2 separate regions of the Mus musculus genome follow, and region 2 is linked to region 1. Evidence: chromatin contacts called from public Micro-C data. All regions are on one chromosome and are shown on one strand. The core of a region is the stretch at or near the end of the contact, and the rest is flanking DNA. Distances in the headings are between cores, read along the strand shown.

Region 1 (5,533 bases), core at 1,560-4,059:
ATGAGAAGTAGCCTCTGGGAGTTAAATGGCTGGCCCCACCAGGCAGAGATTGTGCTCTGGAACCTCTTACAGGCACAGGGAGGGGCCCAAATGGTCTAGAGGGGAAAGCAAAGAGAGGGAGCCATCTGGTGTCTGGAGGTGGAAGGCAGCGAGTGTCTGGTGTCTGGGAAGTGGGGAGAGGGTGGGATTCCCCGGGAAGGAGGCAGAGAATAAAGGCCACATTTCTTCCTGTGGCCAGCCTCATGATCCCGTTCTCAAGACAACAAATATGAACTGTGATTGCTTTTATCCCAGCATTTCTGCAACCTGGAACAGGAAGCAAGCTGTCCCTGGGTACGAGGAAAAAAACAACAGGGTTTATAGTAAATCTTTACTTTCCTTCTAAAGATCCTTCCAGACTCCAGGAAGGCCGGCCCTTATCAGGCTCTCTTGGAATTAGCATCCATTGTCCCTAGAGATGGAGTGGGGGTGAGCAATGGGCCAGAGCAGAACCAAGTCACCTCCTTCTTCACAGCCAAAAGGGAGGTGACCATGTCTGGGCACTCCAAGGCCAGCTGTGCCCACATAGAACACTGGCAGCTTAGGGGTTTGTTTCCAAATCACATCTGCAGGTATTCCAGGTCTCCAGGTTACAGAAATGCTTGGATAAAAGCAATCACAGTTCATATTTGTTGTCTTGAGAACAGGATCATGAGCCTGACCACAGGGAGAAATGTGGCCTTTATTTTCTGCCTCCTTCCCCAGGAAATCCCACCCACTCCCCACTGCCAATCCAAAGCTGACTAGAGCTGTCTACAGTTGCATGATCCATTCACCAGTCTATATTCAAAGACATCAAGAAGAGAGTGCTGGTCAGCATACACAGAGAACAAGGAAATACTGAAGCAAAATGAGGCTCCAGGATGCTCAAGTCTTGTCTAGCCCACCACCGGCTAGTAATATGAAAGCCACATGCCAGGCAGGCCCACTCTTCTGGATCAAGAACAGTGGGTCCCCTTTGTATCCATTTTTTCTAGTTGATGGGGGATGTACACAGAGGATACAGGCTGGAGAGTCTGGCTCTTATTTGGTCTTCGTGAAGCTGGGACCAACTCCCACTAAGAATCTGTACTTGGTCCTCATAAATCAAAGGATAGAAAACTCCAGAGAGGGCAGGTGTGCGGGCTTTAGTCAACCCTTCCAAGCCTGGGATGGTGAGGCTCTGCCATACTGCCATTGAGACTCACAGTAGACAGTAGCAAGCACTTTCCTCGCCTCACACTAACTCAAAAGCAACCAAGTTTCTAAGTCCTCTGAAAACCCCACTGCCAGCTGAGCTTCAGGTTTGCTGGGCTCTCCCTGCACTGGGACAGGATCAAGAGCCAGAGGCTGGTCTCATGGGATAACACTGGAGGACTCGGTCCCTAAGCAGGTATTCCATTCCACATAAATAGTTCGCCCATCCTAGAGGAATCTTGCCTGTGAGTAGGATGGGAGAAAAGCCAGAGCAGATTTCTATGATCTATAAAAACAAAGCGTTTCACATTCTATTTTTCTGGTTCAACTAAGACTTTTCTGGAAATTTTTCTTTTTCCTGAAAGAGTGTTGGACACCCCAAGAGTAGTGACCTCTAGACAGCATATCCTCTTCTAAGATGCCCCTTATGGCCAGAACACTGTCCTCTAGATCCCTAACACCTTCAGTCTGCAGGCCCTACACCTAGCCAGCTTCTTTCCTTGAAAATTAGCTTGCAAAGCTCCTGTGAAATACAACTGTGTTAAGGAGCCTGAATTCCACATCAACTTACCCCAGCCCTGCACTTTGCTAGGATAGATTGGAAGGGGTTCTTCACGCATGCAGCCTTGCCCACTTTCAGTTGCCCCAGGCAGATCACCTCTACCCACCAAGCACACACCAGCTGCCCTCCATGCTGGGGTGCAGCACATAGACCCACTGAACCTATGTACCCCACCACATTCTGCAGACACTCTTTACCTGCCCCTCAGCTGGGATGCATCCATCCACCTGCAGAGGCTTGAATGTGGTGCAGTCAGTGAGATACAATAAAGGACAGTATTTTAGGGCACTTAAAACAGCAACTCTTTAGGTTGTGGCCACCTGTGATTATCCTCTATCTAAAGATGCTAAATATTCAGGAGATGCTCAGGTGAGCTGTTTTCACAACCCCGTGACGTCTGTCCTGTACACTCACATCTGGGGATGGGGTGTAAATAAGGCAAACAGGAGGGAGGCAGCGTTGCCCTCAAACAATTGAGAGGCTGTTTTATGGTCAAAGCTTGTGGGGGGGGGGGGAGCATCTGGACTGTCCTTTAAAAACTTATGCTGGCTTTAACCAAAGCATCTTCCATTTAGAGAAAGTAAGGGGGAAGCAGCCCTGAGCACAAAGCAGGCAGTGCGGGGTATTTTTCCAATAAACAGGCCTCCTCCCTCCCACCCACCTTTACCTTAGTAAAGACTTTCTTTCTTTCTTTCTTTCTTTCTTTCTTTCTTTCTTTCTTTCTTTCTTTCTTTCTTTCTCTCTTTCTTTCTTTTTTAAACTGGAAGCCTTCAGGTGAAAATAAAGCCACAGCAGCCAGAGGGGGGAGAAATGTAGTCTTTCTCAGGGTTAACATCAGAAGACAAGCTTGTGCGGCTTGGCCAATCAGATGCGCCCCTGCCAGCTATAATATAGTGCGAAAGGCAGCCTGTCTCACAAGCTCTCCAGCCTTGCTACCATTTAAAATCAGGCTCTTTTTGTCTTTTAATTGCTGTCTCGAGACCCAACTCCGATGTGTTCCGTTACCAGCGACCGGCAGCCTGCCATCGCAGCCCCAGTCTGGGTGGGGATCGGAGACAAGTCCCCTGCAGCAGCGGCAGGCAAGGTTATATAGGAAGAGAAAGAGCCAGGCAGCGCCAGAGGGAACGAACGAGCCGAGCGAGGAAGGGAGAGCCGAGCGCAAGGAGGAGCGCACACGCACACACCCGCGCGTACCCGCTCGCGCACAGACAGCGCGGGGACAGCTCACAAGTCCTCAGGTTCCGCGGACGAGATGCTGCTGCTGCTGGCCAGATGTTTTCTGGTGATCCTTGCTTCCTCGCTGCTGGTGTGCCCCGGGCTGGCCTGTGGGCCCGGCAGGGGGTTTGGAAAGAGGCGGCACCCCAAAAAGCTGACCCCTTTAGCCTACAAGCAGTTTATTCCCAACGTAGCCGAGAAGACCCTAGGGGCCAGCGGCAGATATGAAGGGAAGATCACAAGAAACTCCGAACGATTTAAGGAACTCACCCCCAATTACAACCCCGACATCATATTTAAGGATGAGGAAAACACGGGAGCAGACCGGCTGATGACTCAGGTAGAGACCCATTGCGGGTGGGAAACAGACTCCTTCCCGGGAGGGGGGGGGGGTGCGTGTGACCAAGCAGTCAGCCCTGCTCTGTTTGCTCTTTGGGCAGGTAGGAAGGCGGCTTGCTCTCTCCTTCCCCACCCACCTGCCCACCTAGCACTCCTCTTCCGGGAGGAAAAAGGAGGTGAAGGGTCCAGCAGGAAGTTTAGGGTTTGCTGGAATGGGGCACCAGAAGATGGGGTTCTCTATCTTATTAGTCTCATTTTATTAGTCTCATTTAATTAGTCTCCCGGGACGACCTCCTCTAACTACCTGTATTCTAGCTTGAAACTTAGAAAGACCTTTACTCTGAGGGAGTCTGCCCTTTCCAAGTGGAGGCAGAAAATGGAGGGAGAGGGGATGCCCCTATACACTTCAAAGGGCCTCCAGGTCACTGCAAACATAGCCTGGAGCATTTCGTCCCCTAGCTCCTACCTTTTCCTTTTCTGTGTTTTTCTCCCAAGACCACCCCACCCTTTACCCCACCACCACCAAAGAACTGTAACTGAGAAAGCCTGGGGGCAGTTCTGACAAAAGGCAGGAGCTCCAGAGGCGCCCGTCTTGTCCCCACTGTATCGCGTAGCCTGACTGCGATCCCATCGTCCTCAATTGTGCCGGTCAGAGAATGTATTGATATTTCTTTAAGGATGCTCCTCATTTCTCCAGAGCCCGCGGTACCTTAGGGGAGGGACTTGGAACTTGCTGGCTTTGCAATCGCTTTAATTTTTAACCTGCTTGCATAAGAATTAAAAGCGAATAAATATTCGGCGACGAGGGTGGATGGACAGACGGCAAAGCAAAGCACGAGCCTCTCTTCCCATCCCACCTCCTTTGAGATTTCCAGGCTGCCAATCTCCCAGCCAAATCGAGACTTTCTGAAACTCCATGCACGTATGACTGGAGCTGGAAATGGGTTTCCTTGCAAATATAGGTCAGCATCCTTTTTACTGCCCTATTAAAATATTCAAGTCCTACCTTTAGGGCTAGGTGCGCCGAGCGGCTGGCGGAGCGGCGCTGGCGGGGCGCAAGTGCAGGGGGCGGGGGCTGGAGAAAACAAGAGTGGAACAGCCCGCGCGACGCGACGCGCATCTCGCCACCGGGTACCTGCTGTATGGGAAGCCTAGGAGACTAGCCTTAGGGTGGCGGGCCAGAACTGGAGCAAAGAGGAATCGTGGAGACTGAATACAGGGCTGTTCTCCCTCCATCTTCTCCCTCCATCTCCCTCATCTGCTCCCGACCACCTTAAATCTGGACCGCGAGTGTGGGCGCGCGCGCGCGGGGGAGCCGGAGAGCTGCGCGAGCTACAGTTAACTCTGCGCGGACCGCGGGGCGCCCGACTGGTGTGGCTTGAAGGAGCGAGTTCTCTCTCTGGCTCCGGGCACCCATCCCCTGGTTGGGTGCCCCGGGGGGGGGGGGGCGTCTCAGGATGAGGAGGTCCTTGGAAAGGTGTGAGGAGGTAAAAGATTACTGATGCAAAGAGGCCAGGCGTGGACACGTAGGGTACCTCAGCCCGGATGGGTCTGCAGGGGGGTCTTCGGCGGTCTGGCTCCGGTGCCCAGAGCGCCGGGCCTCTGCGTGTCGCAGAGCTGCAAGAGCGCTGAGCCACGGTAGACGCCTTTCAGCTCCACTTACTCCTGCGTTATCGATCCCGGGACTAGGGTTGCAGCGCGCTCGGGGGTTGGGGGTGGGGGCGAGCTCCGGCGGCTTGTCCCTGGCTCTGCACGCGCGGAGCGCGCCCCGCCAGAGCGCAGGGCTCCGAGCGCGCTCTCTCCCTAGGGCGCGCAGGCAGGGGTTGAGCCGCGAGGAGTCGCAAGGCAGGGAGCCCCGCGGGCCTGACCTGGACTGCAACCCCGCCGCCTTCGCGGCCCTTCGGCCTCAGCGCCCTAAACGGAGACCACCAGTTACGTCCTTTCCCTCACGCTGATCCTTCCAGCCCGGTACCCGGGGCTCAGCGGCCCTACACCGGATCACTCTCGCCTCCACCGCCGCCGCGTGCGCGCGCGCGCGCGCGCGCGCGAGCAGCATTTGAACTTCTGACCTTCTGTCAAGTTCCTTCAGACGAACGAAACGAAAACACATACTTTTTTCCCCTGGGCAGTAGCCTTTCTGATTCCCAACCCAAAAAGAGGGGGTAGAGACAGCAAAAGTGGGGGTGGGGAAGGCCAAGCCAA
Region 2 (5,533 bases), core at 2,216-4,715, about 13 Mb before region 1:
CAGCTTTACAGCCAGCGGAGAGCCCCGCTGTACGCCTGGTTTTAAAGGAACGGAGAGAACAAGTGACTTCCTCAGTCCAGGTCACAGTGTCTGCAGTATGTGGCCTGCTGGGGTAGAGCTGAGCTCCGCCTGTGCCCAGCACCGGAGAGCTAGGGGCAGTGCGGGGAAGGGGAAGAGAAGACAACCTCTGCTCTCCAGGTCAGGAGAGGTGCTGGTGACATCCAAGCGTCGCAGCTTGACCTCTGGGGAAGATTCCCTTACTGACTTGAGCGCCCAAGAAATGCCTGCGTGTGCGCAGAAGCTTGCCACGAAAGACTGAAGCTGTGGGTTCTCTCATCCCACAGCATCTTTCGCGGCTTTGCCATTCCAAAAGCATGGCCTCTGCGAAGGATAGAAGCGTCGCCGCCCAGCAGAACACCAGGCCTAGGCTGCCTAGGGGACCCAGGGCGCAGCTCGTAGGGGGCGCACGGGAACCAGACTGCAGAAGAGGTGCTAGACCCACGCAAGGATCTTGAAGAGGAGGCAGCTGGAGAAGGAACAGATTGGGGGGAGAAGAGAAGAGAAGAGAAGAGAAGAGAAGAGAAGAGAAGAGAAGAGAAGAGAAGAGAAGAGAAGAGAAGAGGAATACATGTATGAATGTGTGGAACCTGGGAGGTGAGAAGGGCGTGCGGCCACGAAGACAGGCGCAGAATGATGACAGATCTTGTCGCAAAACAGAACCCCTAACTCGTTCGACTCCTGCTCAGTCCAGGCCGGAGAGCAGCGCCTGCGCCAGGCCAAGAGCCACAGTTGTCAGCAGTCACGGGTTTTCCGAAGTTGGATGCTTAGCCTAGAGGCTATCACCCACGTTGTCCTCGAAGGGGGTTGGGGGGGTATGCCTATGCTAGCCGAGCAGTTCCAGACCTCCTCTGACCTCTTGAGCTGACCTTGACTCAGGATGTACTCTAGGTACTTCAGTGCATCCGGCCATAGCCCCCAACGCCTTTTCATCTCTTCTCACTTCTTACTCTTTCAGGGGCTTCCTCTCTCCGTAGCTCAGAACCGAGTGTTTATCTTCTTCCAAACACATCTCCTTCTGGCCCTGCCTGCACCGGTCACTCACTAGACCTAACGATCTGCTAACCTCTGGCAAACTCCGTCGCCCCGCGCCTCCTGGAGAGGCGGATTGAAACCATTTCGTTATTCTCATGCAAAAACCAGCAATGCCAACAACTTTTAAAATGACCGAACAAGTGGTTTTCCGAGCTTCAAAAATGTCTGCCACTTACCTCTTGTCAACTTGTGATTTGAGATAAAAAAGACAACAAAACAAAACAAAACCGGTTATTTCTGCCAAATAAGTAGTAATCATTACTTCAAATAAGCATATGGATACCCAAACCTAACCCTAGCGCTCAGGTATTACACTCTTGGATATTCTTGTCCATCAGCATGTCCAGAGCTCACTGGTTCTTGTCCCCACCGAGAGAGCCCCATGTCCACAGGCCATCACACACATGCTCTGCACCTGAGTAACCTCATTTTTCTATCAAGCTTTGTCCCTCGTCCTCCACTAGCCCCTAAGTCAAGATAGCTATACACATTCTCAACACCCAGCATGGGATGCAGAGAAGAGAAAATCGATTTTAATAAAAGCATGAAAATGTTGAAGGGGGAGTGGAGAGCCTCATTTTGAAACCTCTTAAGCATTTCATTGGATCCTTGTCCTAGCCAGAAGTTAGTCCCTTGGCTGTTATAGTTGCCAGCTACTAACAACGAATTTAAATCTTTCCCTCAAAACTTACACAATTGTGAAGAACTATGAAGAGTTGTAGCCCCTTCAAGAGAGGCCCATCCCTTACCCCAAGGGACCCTGCAGCATCTTCATAGGGCAGGAAAACAGGCAACTGCAAGCCACGAAGTCTACAAGTTTCTAACCTTCCTCCCGAGGCGAGGCGGACGACTTTGACTGGGTAACGATTTCTCCCCCGCAGTGCGGATCAGCTCTGGGAAGCAGCTGCAGGAGGCCTTCCCTATTTTAATGACACCAATGAAGTGGCCTCCTCAGCTTCTGAAATTAACATCACAACTATTTAAATGTGTTCAGAGGTTCAAGCTTGTGTATTGGACCAAGCCTCGGGTCACATTTGTGGAGCAGTCAGTAAGATTTGTCACTTGAACAAACTTGTCATTAAAAAGATGTTTAGTAAATAGGCAACATATGTTTTGACATAACCACAATGTTTATATTTTGTATTTACTTCCTTCTAGTGAGTAAAATAACTTGGTTCTTATTTTTAAGGGCATTAAATCTCAGTTCTGGATCTCACTATTGTGTAACTCCCAGCTAGTCTCTTTCAAACTTATCTACTCCTTCTCAACTCACAAGAAACAGAATATTTAAAGAACAAATTAAAAGCATTTTTATGTTTTCTTCTTGATGTAAAACAAATTGAACAAATCCAATTAAATTCAGAGTTGATTGCCCAAGGAGACGAATACCCAGCTCCAAAAATTCTCTACCCAAATGCTTTCCAATTCCTCGCCCCACTTGGTGCTTAACTAATATTTTTCAACCTAGCTTTTTAAGTCGTCTACAGAAATCCAATCCAATCAAACGTAAAATGATAGGAGTACTTAGTAGAGTGATTTTAATTATCAGATTACTTCAGTAAAGAGCATTAGCAGAGAAACAGCTGAGAAACTTTAAGAGTGGAAGGAAAAAAAAAGATGAATTTTGTTCTTCGACTCTGGGCTCCTTCCTAGAGAACAGAAACTATACGTCACATCTGGAGATGCTTTCTGTTGAGTTTTCGCCGAAATTTTGAGCTGGGGTTCATACTGGTGTTCCAGAAAAGCGCTAGAGTCGATGGTTATCGGAACTGAAATCAGAAACAAAGTTTCGGGATGATGGTTCTCCTCGATGCTGAAGGATGCTACTGAGAACCAGGTTTAGGAGGGAAGGGGTTAAATCAGACCCTGTCTTTTGCTACTCAACTGGTGGACTAGAGTCTCTTAAAGTCAACGGCCTCCAGTTGGAACCAGCCAATCCACTGCCGGGAGAGCCCAGGACAGCTAGTGAAGGGGCGTGGCCCGATGCTGTCACTCAGCGGTGAGGAATGACACTCTGATGGGAGGGGGGGGGGGGTACAGTGGAACGCAGAAGCAAAGAGAAGAAACAGATAAAACCCCGGCAGAGGGTAAAAGGTGTCCCCGCTCTTCTCCGATTTTAGGGGCCTCAGCTGTCACTGCGGGCGCCAGAGGAGTAGGCTCCGGAAAAGCCAGCCCAGAGGGGAAGAGGGAGGACCCGCCAGGAGCGAAGCCCTACAGGCCGGGAAGACAGAGGCGCACAGAAAAAGTGACTTTGGGCGGTGCGCCTCGGCGGCGCTCCGGAGGCGACTGCAGACGCGGAGAGGACCCTTGACAATTCTCGCCGGCCTCTCCCCAGAGGACAGACCCGGGCCGGTCCCCAGAGGGCCACGGGCGAAGAGATAATCGGCCGGGCTGTAGGAGAAGAGCATCTGGCGCTGGATTCCAGGGGAGGGGGTCCTGGCGAGGTGGGCCTGTGAGGTGGGGTGAGGGTCGGCGCGGATCCTGGAACTGAGGGGGGCGGGGGCTGCTGTGCTGCGCAGGAGTGGGTTGCGGGGGCCTGGCGCGCCCCTCTCACTCGCGCTGAGGTCGCCCAGAGCTCCGTGTCAGGCTCGAAGCTGTCCCCGCGCCCCAGTTGCCCTCCTGGCTGCCGGCTCCGATCTGCGGCGCAGATGGCTGTGCGCGGCAGCGGCACCTTGACGCCCTTCTCCATCCAGGCGATCCTCAACAAGAAAGAGGAGCGCGGCGGGTTGGCTACGCCGGAGGGGCGCCCGGCACCAGGGGGCACAGAGGTGGCGGTGACCGCGGCGCCCGCCGTCTGCTGCTGGCGGATCTTCGGGGAGACCGAGGCCGGTGCGCTGGGGGGCGCCGAGGACTCTCTTCTGGCATCTCCCGCCCGAACCAGAACAGCCGTGGGGCAGAGCGCAGAGAGTCCGGGAGGTTGGGACTCAGACTCAGCCCTGAGCGAAGAGAACGAGGGCAGGAGGCGCTGCGCCGATGTCCCGGGAGCCAGTGGAACCGGCCGCGCCAGGGTGACCCTGGGCCTGGACCAGCCAGGCTGCGAGCTGCACGCCGCCAAGGACCTGGAGGAGGAAGCCCCGGTCCGCAGCGACAGCGAGATGTCAGCCAGCGTTTCAGGTCTGCTGCTGCGGGGGGTTCTCCAGGAAGGGGGCTGGGCTGAAGGGGGTGGGTTAAGAGGTCAAGCACTCTGAGGCGGGGTGGGCCTACTGTGGGAACACGACGCCCTGCCGGGCTTAGTGCTAGCGAAGTCTCCAAGTTCTTCGCGTTGGCGCGCGCTGCCCCAAACCTGAAGCAAGTGAGCTTCTTAGAGCCGGGTGTCCTGGTACTATGTGGCCTGCGCTCTGCACCAAGAACTTTGAGTTCATCTGCAGTGCCTCAGCTGTGCCCATTTAAAATCTCTAGATTTAGGAAAGGGGGACCAAAAATCTATGAGGTAGATCCCTGACACAGCCATGCCAACGACTGCAGATCCTGTCACAGCGTAGGAGTGGGGAGCCTTGGGAAAGGGCGCGTTTAACTTCCCTTACCCCAGGACTGGCAAAACAGCCTTTGGCTGAGTACCTAGGGAGCTAGAAACAAAAGTAGCAGTTACCTGAAGGCGGGAGATGGTGGGGAAGTGTGGTTGAGGTGGTCTGGGAGGCGCTGGATCGTCAAGACTCTGTATCCACTCACGGGTATATTTCTTAGTCTGAAAGGCCGGCTGCTGGCTTCTATTGGGTACAGTCTGCTGTAGGCCTCGCATAGGCTTCGAGCCGGCCAGAGCGCTGACTTCTTTTGCAGGCGGTGCTGCAGGAAGCACAGAAAAGGCTGGGAAACGGGGTTCAGATCAGGGTCTTCACTGTCTGCACCCGGCTTCCCTTTATTTTCATGCAAAGAACAGGGAGGCAAGTGTACTGGGGCCTCGCGTTGTTCCCTGTTGCCGTATCCTGACAGTTCTGGGTTCTTAGGACGGAAGACTCTCTATACCTCTGACCTCAAGATCTGCACCCTTCCCCACCACCACCTTCCTCTTTCCTGTAGTCAACGGATGTGTGGGTGTGGGTGTGCAAAGGTGTGCTGTACAACTCGAAACAGAAATTCAGTGTAGAAAGCCACGATTCAGGGCTAAGTACAGAACAAAACTTGTGGATATGTTCAGGCCAAGTATCCTACATTCCTGCAGGAAATCTGGGGCCTGGAAAACTCGGGAAGAGCTGTTCCCCTACTGCTCTAGCAAGCAGCAGAAAAGATACATTATGTGAGAAGCGTGGAGGACAGAGTTCTGAAACAGAACCCTCTGGAACTTCTCCTCCCCTTTCAGTAGGCTCAAAGTGGGTTCCCTTGCCAATCTTCCGCAAGAAACCACAGCAACCGAGACCCATCTTCCCCTCTGCGAGTCTGACAGGTTCTTTGCTTTTTGTTCCTACCGGAATCCGCAGGCGACCACAGCCCGAGAGGCGAGGAT

The links. A called contact is a pair of places that touch in the nucleus more often than the background predicts.
Region 2: a Micro-C map of embryonic stem cells shows a contact between it and region 1, with 12 times the contacts expected there. The contact joins the promoter of Nkx3-2 here to the promoter of 9530036O11Rik in region 1. A contact is called at or near these places in 1 of 39 promoter capture datasets (cranial neural crest) and 1 of 484 Hi-C or Micro-C datasets (embryonic stem cells).

The regions. Positions count from the first base shown.
Region 1 is chr5:28,464,260-28,469,792 of GRCm38.p6, reverse strand. It overlaps 9530036O11Rik (RIKEN cDNA 9530036O11Rik), which reads right to left and starts at 2,809. Exons shown (of 7, transcript NR_015562.2): 1 at 2,445-2,809. Shh (sonic hedgehog) reads left to right here and starts at 2,692. Exons shown (of 3, transcript NM_009170.3): 1 at 2,692-3,332. The coding sequence starts at 3,030.
Region 2 is chr5:41,762,152-41,767,684 of GRCm38.p6, reverse strand. Nkx3-2 (NK3 homeobox 2) reads left to right here and starts at 3,465. Exons shown (of 2, transcript NM_007524.3): 1 at 3,465-4,206; 2 at 5,508-5,533. The coding sequence starts at 3,741. It overlaps Gm46910 (a long non-coding RNA gene), which reads right to left and starts at 5,050. Exons shown (of 2, transcript XR_001784850.2): 1 at 4,682-5,050; 2 at 2,600-2,861.